Regions from separate parts of the Arachis hypogaea genome. Here region 1 is linked to region 2. The links are chromatin contacts, called in public Hi-C maps. All regions are on one chromosome and are shown on one strand. The core of a region is the stretch at or near the end of the contact, and the rest is flanking DNA. Distances in the headings are between cores, read along the strand shown. Region 1 has its middle 7.1 kb from the start of LOC112748197. Region 2 holds the start of LOC112750084.

Region 1 (4,354 bases), core at 699-3,198, 270 kb after region 2:
GTGTGAATTATTAACGCTGAAAAACCATGTTCTTTGCTCCCCGGTTCCCTTGCTGAGAACGAAATTCGGAGTTGAAATTATTACAATGCAAGTTGAGAGTAGAGACATATAATTTAATCATTTTTATATTCTTTCTCTTGTACTTAGGAGACAATGTAGCTTCCATGATATGCATATGCTTGCTGTACTCTTTATATACTCCATTATTTGTTCTTACTACTTCATGGATGAAGAAATACATGCAAAAAGGCAATAAGTCTTAACATTTTAAAATAATTTTTTTTAGTTACAAAAATTCTTGTATTTTGTGACAAATAAATACTTTATTATAAATAATATTGAATTTTGTGACAAATTAATTTTTTGTTACAAAATAATTGGAGTTTTTGAAACAAACGAATATTTTCTTATAAAATATTTTAAACTTTTGTAACAACTTTATCTTTTGTTACAAAATATTATAAAATTTTATAACAAAAACACTGATTGTTACAAAAGCTAATATAATTTGTAACAAACAAATCAAATCGTTACAAAATAACAAAACGTTTTGTAACAAATTATATTGTTATTACAAAACATTATTATTATATAACAATGATTAAGTTTTGTTAAAAAAAAAATAATTTTTGTTACATTTCTTGTAGTGGTATAACATTTTTACCATGATTAACTGTAACGAAACCATTTAGAATTTAAGATATTAGATATCGAAATATATGAATGAATATATATGTATTTAATATGTATTTTTATATAATTTTTTTTAACCCGTGGAAGTAAAATTCAGCTAATAGAAATAACTAGGTAAATTGAAGTATAACTGAGTGAAATGTCTAAAGTTAGTTATTTTGCTATTGCTAACTAAAATTAGTTACTAAAACTAGATATTTTAAGTGTGAGCTAAGTTAACCTGAATTTATTAATTTAAATTAGTTGTTCACGTTATAATCTGTTGTGTATAGATTTTACTATTAGTTTAGTGTGGTGTACTTCACTAGACTAAGCAACAGAGGAAGATAAAGAGTGAATGAGTTAATACTATAATTACTTAAATAGCTATATCATTAATTGTATAGTGTCAACATTGAAAAAAAAAAGTGCCACATGTTAATTTTTATTAACAGAAATGGAGCTTCATTGGCAAAAAGGTGGAAGTGATTTCGTGTACATTTGATAGATAATTTTATTCTTCGTGTGATCTTTTGTGTATTTATGTTCATTTTTTCTTAAAGTAAATGCTAATAAAAACGAAGCGTATTATCAGAAAAATAAAAAAGAAGACATGTTTTACCATAGTGAAGACACAAGAGGATTATGTGGATGTTGTATAAGAAAATTTGAAACTGCATAATTGTGGTTTATAATAACGAAAAGTTTTTGCTTTTATGTGATAAAAAATCATGGTTCAGAACTATAAAAAATGAGGTTTACTTTTGAAACCAAAATCGTGGTTCATAACCACGAAAATGAACTATTTTTCTTAGTTTTTTTTTTTTTTTGGTTCAAAAGTCGGTTTTAAAATCACAATAAGAGATTTAATTTTAGACCACCTTTTTTACTTAGTAAGGAGTGTTGTACTTCTTGTTTTGGTATAATAGAGGGTTGAACTAGGAGTACAGGAGAAAAAAAATTTTAGCCTAAGAATTTAAATCATTTGAGCTAACTCTAATTGGATGAGAATTTAGAATTTATGTTTAAAATTCAAGTTAGAGTGTTTTTTTTTTGTTTAAGATAATATTTATCTTATTTTTTTTTTTTTTTTAAAGTTAGGAGTGAACCTCAAATCTAAATGAAGATAAAAAAACTATACTATTTGAATTATAACTTGTTATTATTTAATTCTTGGTCTTTGTATTTATTTTATTTTAGCAACGTAAAGGTCCCTCCGTGCATCATAGAATCATAGGAGGAGGGTAATACTAATGTTAGTGGGCTTACAGTAGCTCTCACGAATTGTCATTGTTTTTGCCTCTTTTTTACATTTTAAAACAAAAATGATGTCATAACAAGAATAAGCCCATTTACTTCAAAAATGTAATCGGACATCTTTGGAGATGTTTTGGACTTAGAAATATAACAGGTTTTTTTTTGTCATAGGAAATATAACAGTTTAGTTTTTTTTTCTTTCCCTTGGGCTTCGGCCTCTCACGATAACTGTATAATAAATGTCGGTGTCCAAAAACAAAAAAAAAAAAACACATATAAATGTCATCCCAAAACAACTATAATTTTTTAATCCGGATAAATTTAGTTGGGGATAAAAAATTAAAATGAAGTATACATTTTTATGTATAAATTTACTCTTATATTAATTTATTCATGCAAAATTTCATCCTAGTTTTACTCCTAATCAAATATATCCAAAGTTTTTAATTTATAAATTATAAGTTAAAAGACTCCTTTCCCCATTACCTCCCCTCTCCAACGGAAAAATAAATAAATAAAAAGAAAAAAAGTTAACCGTAAGTGAATATATGAACCCAGCCTAAAAATAAAGTGCAATTAGATAATCAATTTTTTTTTGTTAGTATCAATTAATTTAATTACTTTTCTATTTTAAATTCTAAATCTTAAAATTTAAGTCTTAAATCATAAATAGTAAATCCTGAATTCTAATTCTAATACTTAAATCTTCAAAAAAAAAAAAATGAAGGTTAAAAACATTTTTTTATAACAAAAATTTAATTAATATTAACCAATTAAAAGTTGATCCCTATACCTATTCTTTCTTAGAATAATAATAGTTTTTTCCCTCATAATTTGTTACATACAGAAAAAGCTCAAGACCCTTAAGTGAAGAGAATGAATGATTATTTTGTACATGTCTCACGTGTTATTTCTTAAATTTAATTATTTTAAAGCTTACTTTTATATTTTATTAAAATAATTTATATAATAATAAGCTTGATAATTTAAATAAAACTAATTCAGGATTTATATAATAACAATTTAAAAAATGAATTCAGCAACTCATTTATTAGCAACAAACCTTTAAATAAAACTCATATCCATAACAAATTAGTTTTTAATTTGTGAGACTAAGAGATACAGTAGACAATTAAAAAATAACTACACTTATATAAAACTAGTACAAATTATCAAAAAATAATAGTACACGTACACTTCAACCTTTTATAACTTTTATTGTATTTCAACATTTACATATAAAATTAACTGAAATTGAGATCCAGCAAGAAAGCTATTAATAAAAAGTAATAAATGAGAAATCCTGTCTTATTACTTTGCATCGAGTGATATATATTATATTATATTATATTATATTCTTTCTATATAGAGGAATCAAAGCTGAGACTGAATTGGTCAATTCAATGTGTGTGTACATATTAATTATATTTATATATAATAATAACCTGAAACATATATCCACACCAATACCCAAGAAAACTAAGGTTGTGAATTGCGTATCGGAAATTAAATATATGATCATACTAAAAATAATGACAATGATTACTCAAGTGCATGCATTAATGCATATGCGTACCACACGTAACACAATTAAATATAGTTTGCTTATATTCTGTAATATTATCGATTCATTATTGGAATAAATAATGAAAATGATTCTTAACAACGCCACTCTTGTTTGTCTTGCTTTTTTTTTTATACACATGTCACTCACTCTATTACTAATTAAATGTTTTGTGTTCTGTATAAAATCCTTTAATAATCAACTTCCTTTGGTCCTCATTATTTCTTTGATGATTAATATAATGCCTATGACTATTAGACAAGCTTTTGCACCTAATAGTCTGATACATGTGAAATATCAAATCCATACACTATTTAAATTCAATTTTGTATGAAAAGTGAATAAACCGTGTAGTACTTCTGTAATTTATTAATATGCAATTGATTAAATTTTTTATTATTTTAATACTTTCCTGTCTTATATTAATATTTTTATTTAAATTTTTAATACTCTTAAAATTAACGATTAACCAATAAAAAATATCAACTTTCGATAAAGAATTTAGACTTTATGATTCTAATGACGTGATTAAATAAAATTTTAGTCGTCAACAAAACTGAATGAATAAAAAAATGTATTTCTTATGTTATTTATATTTATTATAATGATAGTAATAAATTAAAATTTGACAATTAAATTATATTCTAAGAGTTTACCAATAACTATAAAGATGGAGAGAATTATAATTGTTCTCTAATGTTGATTAATAAAAATACATTAATTTATATTATCAAGTTATCGAGAATATCATAATACTACTTCTTCTAAAAGCTTAAATTAATATATAAGAGGAAATTCATAAATAGTTATTATATTTCTAATACACTCCTCGTACAAGAGCTTGATCTTTTTGCTTTGTGA
Region 2 (4,466 bases), core at 842-3,341:
GTTACCCTTACCCTTACCCTTTCCTTTACCTTACCCTATGATTCTTTCGTCTTTCTTTTTTCCCTCCAAAAACAAATGTCAATTCCATAGGTTGTAAGGACAATGTGTCATATAATTGTAGAAGCAACAATATGAACTCACCAAGACTCACCAAATTACAATAGAAAGAAAAAATGCACCCAAAAATAAATAAAAAATAAAAACAACAACTACAACAACAAAGGAATAAATGGAAACTATGTAAGGGATACCAAAAGAGATGGCGAAAATCAATCCAAATGGAGCAACAAAGTCAGCAACTCGTTTCAGAGGGGCAATTGGCGCCGCGGTGGCCTGAGACCGGCGGTAGACCCTGCGAGAACCGGTGGAACGAGCCGGAGTTCCTTCCACGCTGGAAGAGGCCTTAACGACGAAGCATCCAAACCGCGCTCTGGAGGCTGCACGCGTTCTCCAAATCGGAAGCAGTGTGAGCTTGCCCAAACCGGCTGCAGTCAGCGGCAGCGATTGCAGTCGGCGGTGGCGGCAGCGACGAACCTGCATATAGAAAGAGCGAAAGCGTTAGGGTTTTGTAGAATATGAGGAAGAAGAAACGGTAAGTTATGGTAGTTAGAGAGTTAGTTATTACTTGAGGGTGAGAGTAGAGAGAGAGAGTGGAAGTGAAGGCCATAAGTAGGAGGATTATGAGAAATGAAGAAGCATAGATTCGACGCAGTGATTATTGATTTCACCGGAGAGGCTTTGCTTGGTGGAAGTGGAAGTGAGAGAACTGAAAAGTGCAGAGAAAAAAAAGGAAGAGTGGGAAGAAGGTAGCTTGGTAGCTAGTATTAGTAAGATATCAGTTATCAGTGTCGTCGTTCTCTCCAATTTCCATTATAAACTACGGCTATACCAGTAAGTGAGATTGAAAAGCGTTGGTGGTTTGGGCTTTATGGGGCGATTCGGCCTGACTCGAGTCCAAGATAAGTGGGCTCAACCAGGTCTATTTTCATGGTTTATGAAAATTGGCCCAGGCATCCATTTAGCCTCATGAGGGGCGGTTACGTCGGGGGAGGACACTCCAGATCACATACTCCAGATGATGCTGCAGGAAGAAACAACAATCAGATACTCAAAGCGGGGAAGAAAGTAAGGGTAGAAGTAGAGGGACAAGAATATATAGGCAACCACGACTCAACCCTCACACCAAGAGAAGAGGAATGGATGGTAGAGACTGAAGAAGATAGAGTGAAGGGGAAAAAAAGGGGTCATTCAGCGATATGGTGAGAAAGGGTAGAATCCAAGTAGAAACTGACAAGAAAGAACGTAGCAGGCAAACCACAATACAGATGGAGACCACGGAAGGAGGGGTAGCTCCGTCCTCAGGCGGATTCCCGGACCGTTTCTCAGGAGATGGTCTTAGCCCAAGGTGGGGGTCATGCTTCACCTGGCCTGAGGAGCGGGTGGTCGTGGTTCCGGTCGTTGAAGTGAGTCGGAAGCCGAGGAGGTCAGCAGATGGTAGCAGTGGTGAGAACTTGGAGGAGGAGGGACCGGTCCCGTCAGTGATGGATCGGGGATTTGATGCTCCGGCCTTTATTGACCAGTACCTCCTCCTGAGTACCGAGGAGTACTTCGACTGTGACGTCGCTGGTCAAACGAGGTCGTCATATCGAGCTCTTCTCTGTATTGCCGTTATCGTTCGCAAGGCGGAGCCGGTGTTGGCTCAGGTAGGTCTTCTCGATAGCAAGATTCGCCAATCTCAGGCGAAGGTCGGGAAGATGAAGGGGGAGTTGGAGGTGGCGGAGGCCATTCGGCTAAAGGCAGCGAAAGATGCCGAGAATGCTAGTGTTGAGCTTCTCCGTCTTTCCGGAGTTGAAACTTCTCTCCTCACTCAGCTTGCTAGTGAGCGTAAGCGCTCCTCCGATGCTGAGTCCAAAGCCACCGTGTTATTGTCTAAAGCGGAGGCTTTGAAGGCCAAGGTGGCGAAGTTGAAGAAGGAGAAAGGGGATCTATATTGGAAGATGTTAAGGGCACAATCTCGGCTGCCGAAGAGATTATGAGGGCCCAAGTCCTGGTCCTTGCTCCGGGTATAGACGTCTCCGTAAAAAGGGCGTTCAAGACTATTAAGGATGGTCAGATTGTAAATTTATAGTGAATTTTCTTTTGTAATATTTCTTTAAGTTTGTAGGCCGTTTTCATGACACTATTTTGTAGCCGTTTGTTTGGCTATGACTTTGCTCGTTTATTGATATGGAGCTGTTTTGGCATTTTACTTGTTATGAATATTTTGAGATTTCTTGGTGGACCGTTTGTAGGTAATGGGCCTCTTTATGGGATGTGTTAGTTTTTATTTATGTCGTGGATATTCGTATTTTTTGGATTCGGGAGTGATCGGTCCCTGGGTGTAGCCGTGTTTTAGTTCGTGCCATTTGGTTGGGGCAAAACGTCGGAAAATTGTTTAAAAGAAATTTTATTTAAAATTTGGGCCTCATTAAAACCTCCCGATGTCCGTAGGAAAGAGTACCCAAAAAAAAAAAACATAGTAAGTGAACTTAAACAATGAAAAAGAGGAAACAGCAAAAAAAAAAAGAAAAATCGAATAAAGATAATCTAAACAACCTCGATCTCCTCGTTTGGGAGGATGCTTCTACGTGTAGTAGCGCTACAAGTTGGTGGCATTCTAGGATCTCGGGAGTTTGGTCCCATCTAATCGCCTGAGTTTGTAAGCTCCTTTCCTGATTACCGCTCTGATCCGTTAAGGGCCCTCCCAATTGGGCGTGAGCTTCCCTTCTCCGGGGGTGGGGAGACCGATGTCGTTTCACCGTAAGACGAGTTCTCCCGCTCCGAAGTCCCGTCGCACCGTACTGCGATTGTATCTTAGGCTTATCCTCTACTTTAGGACTAGCTCCCGTAGGTGTGCTATGCTCTTGACCCCATCCGTGAACTCCCGTTCTACTTCCTCGTCGTGTCCTCCCATGGTTCTTCGTGGCTGCGTTCCCAAATTTCTACCAGAATGATGGCCTCTAGGCCGTACGTTAGCCGAAAGGGGATCTCTCTGGTTGAGGCTTGAGGGGAGGTCCAGTACGACCAAAGGATGGATCCAAGCTCGTCAATCCGATAGTCCTTTAGCCTTGTCTAGCCGATTCTTGATTCCTTTCACTATTATTTTGTTGGCCGCTTCTACTTACCTGTTTGTCTATGGATGCTCTACCGAGCTGAACCGTTGGGAGATGTCGACTCTTTCCAGGAATTCTTTGAACCGTTTGTTCGCAAATTGGGTCCCATTGTCTGAGATTAAGATTTCTAGGATTCCAAATCGGGTTATGACGTGTCTCCAGAAGAACTTTCGGCACTGGGTGGCCGTGATGGAGGCCAAGGGCTCGGCCTCGATCCACTTAGTGTAGTAGTCGATGACAACGATGAGGTATCGGAGAAGTCAAGGAGCCGTGGGGAAGGGACCAACAAGAACGATTCCCTAGGTTCCGAAAGGCTGATCTGCCGCTATGATACTGAGTTGATGCGGGGCGGCCTGGTGGAAGTCAGCATGGATTTGGCACTTGTCGCAATTTTTGACTAGTTGGAGGGAGTCCTTAATAATGGAGGGCCAAAAGTATCATGCTCATATAACCTTTTGGGCCAGGGTCTTCCCTCCCACATGGTGGCCGTAACACCTTTCTTGGATTTTACGGAGTATGTAGTCCGTGTCGCCGGGTTCAATGCACTTGAGGAGGGGCTAAGAGAGTCCGCGCTTGTTTAATTGCCCTGCTATTGTGGTGTAGCTCGTGGCTTCCCGTTTCAAGCATTTCGCTTCCTTGGAATCTTCGGGTAATGTCCCGTTCATGAGGTATTGGAGAATTGGGAAGGTCCAAGAGTGCTGGCTCGTGACCGGGAGGTCGACTGAGGTTGTGACTAAGACGAACGGTGTTTTGATGACCTCTTGAATTAGTGACCGGTTTTCCGGGATTGGTTTGGTGCTTGCTAGTTTTGAGAGTAAGTCTGCCCTTGCATTCTGTTCCCTGGGATTGTGTTGGACGGTTACTCTGCCGAACTCGGCCGTCAATTCTTTTACTTTGGCTAGGTATTGCTATAGCAGGGGGTCCCGTATTTGGTAGCCTCCGTTAATTTGGGTGCTGACCACCTGGGAGACGCTGTAGACTGCTACCACTTTTGCGCCGACTTCTTTGGCTAATGTTAGTCTGGCTAGGAGGACTTCATATTCGGCTTGATTGTTAGATATCGGGAATTCATGTCAAATGGATTGTTCTATGGCGATTCCGTTCTTGTTTTCTAGTATTATTCCTGCTCCTCTTGAGCTGGTGTTCGACGAGCCATCAACACGGAGTTTCCAGGTTTCTGCAGGCTCATTTTTTGGGGTCATTTTGTCTATGAAGTCTGCCATAGCCTAGGCCTTAATAGCATTTTTGGACTCGAATCTGATATGATATTGTGATAATTTGACGGACCATGCGAGCATCCTTCCTGTGAGGTCC

Evidence for each region. A called contact is a pair of places that touch in the nucleus more often than the background predicts.
Region 1: a Hi-C map of leaf shows a contact between it and region 2, with 2.3 times the contacts expected there. The contact joins the enhancer-like site here to the promoter of LOC112750084 in region 2. A contact is called at or near these places in 3 of 8 Hi-C or Micro-C datasets (all in leaf).

Annotation. Positions count from the first base shown.
Region 1 is chr15:29,167,598-29,171,951 of arahy.Tifrunner.gnm2.J5K5, forward strand. No RefSeq gene overlaps it. Among protein-coding and RNA genes, the nearest start is that of LOC112748197, 7.1 kb to the right of the region's middle. Within about 2 kb of position 1,949, at least 3 of the 3 cell types and tissues checked have open chromatin away from gene starts, as enhancers often do.
Region 2 is chr15:28,892,494-28,896,959 of arahy.Tifrunner.gnm2.J5K5, forward strand. It overlaps LOC112750084, which reads right to left and starts at 2,092. Exons shown (of 19, transcript XM_072218947.1): 1 at 1,293-2,092; 2 at 626-1,081; 3 at 252-534. The coding sequence starts at 667.